Regions from separate parts of the Callithrix jacchus genome. Here region 2 is linked to region 1. A link is a contact called in public Hi-C data. All regions are on one chromosome and are shown on one strand. Each heading gives the region's core, a stretch centred on a gene start, on an enhancer-like site or on the middle of the called end of the contact. The rest is flanking DNA. Distances are from core to core; before and after follow the strand shown.

Evidence for each region. A called contact is a pair of places that touch in the nucleus more often than the background predicts.
Region 2: a contact with region 1 is called in a Hi-C map of skeletal muscle, with 5 times the contacts expected there. The contact joins two enhancer-like sites. A contact is called at or near these places in 2 of 3 Hi-C or Micro-C datasets (both in skeletal muscle).

The regions. Positions count from the first base shown.
Region 1 is chr9:96,654,528-96,657,721 of calJac240_pri, reverse strand. No RefSeq gene overlaps it. Among named protein-coding and RNA genes, the nearest start is that of SOCS2, 23 kb to the right of the region's middle. Within about 2 kb of position 1,476, at least 1 of the 16 cell types and tissues checked has an H3K27ac peak or open chromatin away from gene starts, as enhancers often do. A contact at or near this core is called in skeletal muscle, where this site is marked.
Region 2 is chr9:96,809,746-96,812,939 of calJac240_pri, reverse strand. All of the region lies in intron 2 of CRADD (CARD and death domain containing adaptor protein), which reads right to left. Among named protein-coding and RNA genes, the nearest start is that of CRADD, 70 kb to the right of the region's middle. Within about 2 kb of position 1,614, at least 15 of the 16 cell types and tissues checked have an H3K27ac peak or open chromatin away from gene starts, as enhancers often do. A contact at or near this core is called in skeletal muscle, where this site is marked.

The DNA of each region.
Region 1 (3,194 bases), core at 227-2,726:
AATATTCTTTCTAGTAATGTGGGTAAACATGTTTATATTACCAGCTGTCAGAAGAGAGTTCTCTACAATAAGTAAATTCTGTACTAGTTATCCAGGAAAAAAAAAAAGAATTATATCTAAATAACTGAATTGAGAATAAAAGGAGCCAGATTTCTTGATCTGGAAAATAAAAATAGAAAAATCCTATGAATGCCACTAACAAATCGTTAATTACATGACAGATTTCAGAAAGAATATCTTCTAAAGTCTTAATGGACTTAAAAAATTAAAAGAGTTAGGCAATAGATATTTTAATAGTTAAGAAACATCTTCATTTCACTTTTTAAAAGCTTTTTTACAGAATATATAAAGAGCTGTAAAAATGAAAGTACTATGATATTGAAGGTCAACTTGAGTCAAAATAAGAAAAGGAGACGCAGAGTTCAGCTCAACTGTTCTATGGCAGTTTCCTATTCTGACATTCTCTACATTATCCTTAAATTTAAATACATTATTAACTTGAATTCATTGTCTTCTGAATTGGAATTATAAAAATAAATGTGTGTGAAATGTTAAAAACAACCTGAACTGAGAAACCAATTTGTTTTTCCCTTCTTATTTCAAAAAACAATTTATTTTTGAATTTCTAAAGCAAATAATTATAATCCCCCAGTGCTTCCTGTCAGTTGCGAACATTCTATTTGGGGACATCATAGAACTGCACACTTCACCTCCTCTCTCTTCCTGCTGGCTTGTGATGTGTTGCTGGAAACACTGATTTAAAATTAAGAGTTTTGATTAAACAGGCTTTCTATTTTCTTTATTTTAAGGCAGAAGTCTCTGTATGGTAACAGAGTAGCTTACAAAGCCAAAGAGATTCAGACCTTAAATGGGAAATTTATTTTATTTTATTTTAGCATGGTTTAGTTTGATTTTTTTGTTTGTTTGTTTTCCTTTTTGCTGACACCCAGATCCTATTCTGATGACCTGTGTTTGCTTAAGATGAGTTTTCAGGGTGAGTGGGCTTGGTCTTAGAAGGGTTATTTTCCAGATAAGCAGGTAATATGGGTAATAAAATACTTGTCAAAGTCCTGTATAATTCCCACAAAGTTGGCTATAATCTAAAAGGTAATTGAGATGCTACTATGATTATTTATAAAGCAATCTAATAGCAATGTGAACCACAAGATTTTTGAAACATATCTTGGTATCTGGTTTCATCTGTAATAGGTCTTAACTATACAAATTTAAATTTAAAAGAACAAGATGAAGTGTTTCTGTGTAGGTGGAGTGCTTTAAGCATTTCGGAGTCATAAGCAGATCAAGTATCCCATTGAAGGCAGGATCTAGATAAAGAATCCGGTCAGTGTGATAACAACCTTAGGCAAAGCTAATTCCTTCTCCAGAACCACCTTCCAGTTGTAGGAAATCCGTTTTATTGTTCCTAGAATTGGCCATCCATCTGGTATTAGGAGTGGGTGCAGAGGATAACTGGGATGAAAAGAAACAAACACGAAACGGGAGAGAGAAGACAGAAAACCAGGATAAGGGGACAGAGGGTGGGGATGACAGGAAACTGGAGAAACTTTTACCATAGTTGTGCTCAATCAATGTCTTTTGAACAGAACTAATTGACGGTGATATTATTACACATACCAAAAAAAGAAAAATTAAAAAATGCTTTCTCAGTCCCCCCCCTCACCCCAGGGTTTTTAAAGTCAGCTGTCTTTGGAGTCACGGTCAAGGCATGGAGCCTGTCCCATAGCTGTGAATGCCTCTGATCAAAGCTGGGACGAAGTTGTTGAGGCCTCTCCACTAGGTTTCTGAGACGTCTTTTCTAGAATAGAAATTTAACTTTGAAGTCATTTAATTAGCAAATAAACAGGTTTATTTGATCTCAATGGTAAATAGGTTTAAAAATGAACAGTATTTTAAGTAAAACTCTCAGCTATGTGTACAACTTGAAAGAATTTATTTCAGTAGGAAATATGAATGGGTACAACCTTTTGGGAACGTGATTTGGAAATAAATATCTATTAAAATGTTTAATGCCACGTACCCTTGGACCCCAAAGTTTCACCGCTAAGAATGTACTCAACATATATGTTTCCATAAGCAAACAGCAACATTAGCACACAGATTTGTGCCAAATCATTGTTTGTAATAGCAGGAAACAGAGCAACCTGAATATCCACTGGCATGGGATTGGTTCACTCAGGAACGGTACACTCATATCATGGAATATTGTGCAGCTGTTGAAAAGAATGAGGTAAAGCCTTATGTTGCCATGAAAATATAAATAGATATAGATAGATATAGGTAGATATAGACTCCAAATCATACATTTAAAAAGCAAAATGCAGAGCAGAAAGTATAGTACAGTAATATCCGTGTGTGCTTTAAAAAATGATTTAAATAGAGGCTTCAACTGCATTTAAAAAAAATCTGGAACAATAAAAAGGAAACTTTTAATAATAGTTACCTCTGGGGAGTGGGACGGGAGTTGGGCAATTTTTTCATTTTGCACACTTCTGAACTGAACTGAATTGAACCATGAGCATGTTATCACTTTTAGAATAATTGAAAAACTAGCTCCTAAGGACAGGTCGTATTTATCCTGCATTAACAAAAACAAAAGCGATGCTCTCATCTGGGATCATCTATGGAAGCCACATCCCTGGCCACATTTTCCTATACGGTATAGTGAGACCCTGAAGGCTACGTGAAAGGTTAAAATAACCCATGAGATGTGCTGCAGAAACGTTGCACCCAGCCATCTGCTCTCAATACCACACTCATCTGGTGCGCTTCCAAAGTGAAACGCCTTGACGTGGGTCAGCTTGTGACCGGCTCCTTGCTGCCGACGCTGGGTTACATAAGATCCTGGGAGACCCAAGCGGCGCCCCGGACGCATCTGGGAGGAGCTGCCACGCCACAGCTCCGTGGGGCTCCGCACTCGAGCCTGGCCACGGACAAAAAGAACTTTTGCTGCACCACCCCTGGCGCCAAGATCACCTCCCTCTTGGGAGAGTGTGTGCACGTCGTAGACGCTGGAGCCTGCCCCTGCAAGAACTCCGTTTGAAAATTCTTCAAGGAGAAAGAACTGAAACTCTGAGATTCCTCTTTCCTCAGACAGACAGACAGACAGCCCCACCCCAACGCACACATCCTTTCTTCTCGCTCCCATCTTGTTCATTCTCACTTAACTAGTTCCT
Region 2 (3,194 bases), core at 365-2,864, 160 kb before region 1:
TAACATGGAGAAACCAAGTCTCCACTAAAAAATACAAAAATTAACCCAGGCGGTGATGAGGTCCTGTAGTCCCAGCTACTGGGGAGGCTGAAGTGGGAGAATCCCTTAAGCCCAGGAGGTGGCAGTTGCAGTGAACTGAGATGACCCCACTGCATTCCAGTCTAGATGACAGAGCAAGACCCTGTCTCAAACAAAAAAGAAAGAAAGAAAGAAAGAAAGAAAGAGAGAGAGAGAGAGAGAAAGAAAGAAAGAAAGAAGAAATAATGTCCTAATAGTTATAGCTCTCCAGAAATGGTATGGGCTGCTTCAAAAAGCAGAAGTGTTATAAAAATGTTCCTAGAATCCCATAGAACAATTGGCCTTAAAAACCTCTACACTCTATAAACTCCAAAATTCTGATTCCATTAACTTAGTAACACAGGGAATACTGGCATTACGGGAGTACTAGTTAAGCTACTATTATTCTACAGGCCACATGAACTCATTAAATTTAATATTAGGCATGCAGGATAACTGTCAGAGCAATATGAATTATTAGTATTACAAGTTTCTAAACAGAAATATGCAAAATACTAAAACGAAACTATTTTAAAGGGCAGACATTTATTTTTAATTCCACAGGATTTCTTTTCAAAAGTGAAGCTTGTAGCCTTCTGGTCTGGGTGGGGCGGAAGATGAGAACAGGAGGGCGGCCTGCCCCCCCACCCCACTAACCCCACCCCATGAGGAAGGACCCAGCGCACAACCTGTTCAGGATCTGGAGCCGCACGAACACGTGAGTCTATCCGGACAGCTCACCCCTTCAAAACAAGATCTGCGTACCGGCTCAGGACACAAGAAATTGCCAGCAACCTGTGATCGCTCATTTTTACTGACAGTGGCAACCGGCACTCGGAAGGAATGCTCATTTCTCCGGTGTTGCTTCCCAGAAGCAAATGCAAGTGTTTGTTTATGCAAGATTTACGTTTCACTCAGGTTTGGGTTGGGTTTGTTTTCTGGAGATTGAGCTGAGTTTCTCTGGTTTGCTTGAGTGACGACAAGCTGATCGCTCCATATTTACCTTTCATTCCGGCCAAATTGGACAAAGGCAAATAAACAGGTCTTGCAGGCACCCCCCGGCAGTCGGCGCCGCCTCCCCGCGCTGGGCCAGGCAACCCGGGGCCGCAGAGGAACCGGCGCTCTAGGGCGGCTGGGGCCGTGCGCCTCCCTGCCCCGCTGCGCAGCCCGCGGGTGCCTGGCCAAGCGCTGGCTTATCTGTGGCTCGCACAGCGCCCCCGCGCTCACCAGTTCCTAGAGCAGGGATTCCGAGAAATAAGAAAGAGCCGGGTTCCCTAGAAACATTAAATTAACACAAGGGATCTGGAAACGAAACAGCAGATGCCTGAAAGCCTTCCCCTTGACGGCTTCCTGCCTTCTTGGAAAATCTTTGCATTAAAATAGATTGGATTACCCTGCTTGGCCACATGCTGCTCGGGAACTTTTTTTTTGGGCTTTGGGCTAACATCAAAGGAGAGATTGCCATCTTTTAAAGGATTTTTCTTTTCGAGGTGGTTTGTGGAAGAGCGCCTTTGGGTTGCTGATATTAGCAAAGAGTCTTGGCTGAGCTTTCTGCATTACAATCGAGAACTTTCCATAACAATGGCTAGCAAATCAGATAACAAAGATAATGGCGTGCAGTGGAGACACGAGCACAGAATAAGCACTAAGGGTTCCGAAGCAGAGGTTCCTGTCTCTGGGAAGAGCCTAGAAAGAGCACGGGCCGGCCGCCTCCTTTACAGGGGAGAAAATGTCTTTTATTTCTAAGCCTACTTATTTTGACAATATCTATGAGAACCATCTAATGGCATTTCCAGAGCGTCACAAACAAGCAGAAAGGCTTATGAGTAATATTTTATCGGTCTCTTTGTTCTAAAGCCCATGAACTAACCTCCACCGTCCCTATCTACAAATTAATCAGACCATATAATTTGTAAATTCAAACCCAGTTTAATAACCACACACCTTGAACAGTGGGTTTTCAGCACAGAGGGAATTCCACTTTCATATCATGTTAACTTTCATATTTAAAGCATTTTGGTAGTTGAGAACAAGATCCAAAGCTTCCTATGAGGTATCAGGATTTTGCAGAGGAAAAAGTTTTTACTGGAGTAGCACCTTCTTTGACATTTTAACTTTTTTTCATGATGACCATATTTATGAAGGGATTCTGTAATCCTTAGTCACTGATTAATATATACCATGCTTTCTAGTAAACCTACAGTCCTAAAATGATTCTATGCTTATCCCAAATTTAGGAGCATGATATGGGGGAGAAGTATATTACAACAAGATCCTTGCCAAAGCATGAAAGCAACAAAACTCAACTTAAAGTAATGCAGTCAGACAAAATCATTATATCTGTAATAAGGTAAGTATACAGCTCCGGGAGTTAGCAGCCCTAAATGTTTCTGTTCTAACAACTCACAAGAGATACACAAAATCTATCATTTCCCCTCCCGCCCCGTATGAAAAATTAAAGGGCAATTTCATAACACCTTTGGTGCTTTCTAACTTAATGGCTGGCCTTCAGGAAAAGCAAGTACAATTTTTACGTGTTTATAAAAAAGCAAAGGAAAATGTTGCAAAAAATTACTTGGCTCGAAGGCCACAGAGAAAGCCGGAATCTGCAGGACTCACCAAACTACACAGCTGTTTTAAAACCGAAAGTCAAACAGCTTTTAACAGGTATTAAGTATTTTCTGCAACAAAATTATCAAATATACATACTTCTTTTTATACTGCAAATAGACATTTTATTTTTATTAGAAAAAAACTATAGTTATACAAACAATAACTAGACTGCTGTAATAAGAATAAATATAACTAGCCACGTAATACTAATCAATGCTGGCTTTTTAAAAACTTACCAGAGAATTTCAAAATGATTCTGAATGATCAAGTGTGACTCCTATATTTTCTAGATAGGCACTGATGTTAAGAATAAGGCTTTCACAGAAATATAATCCAATTTCTTATTTCCATGGCAACAAATAAAAATGATGACAAAAATCACTAAGAAAGCTTCTTTAATAAAATTTTTTTAATTAAAAAGCAAAACCTTAGGTAAACCACATTATGGAAAATTAACAAATCTGACAATATTCCTCCAAAATTGTTTTTCAAAGAAAAGTCTTAATGGCATAGAAAAACGTGGA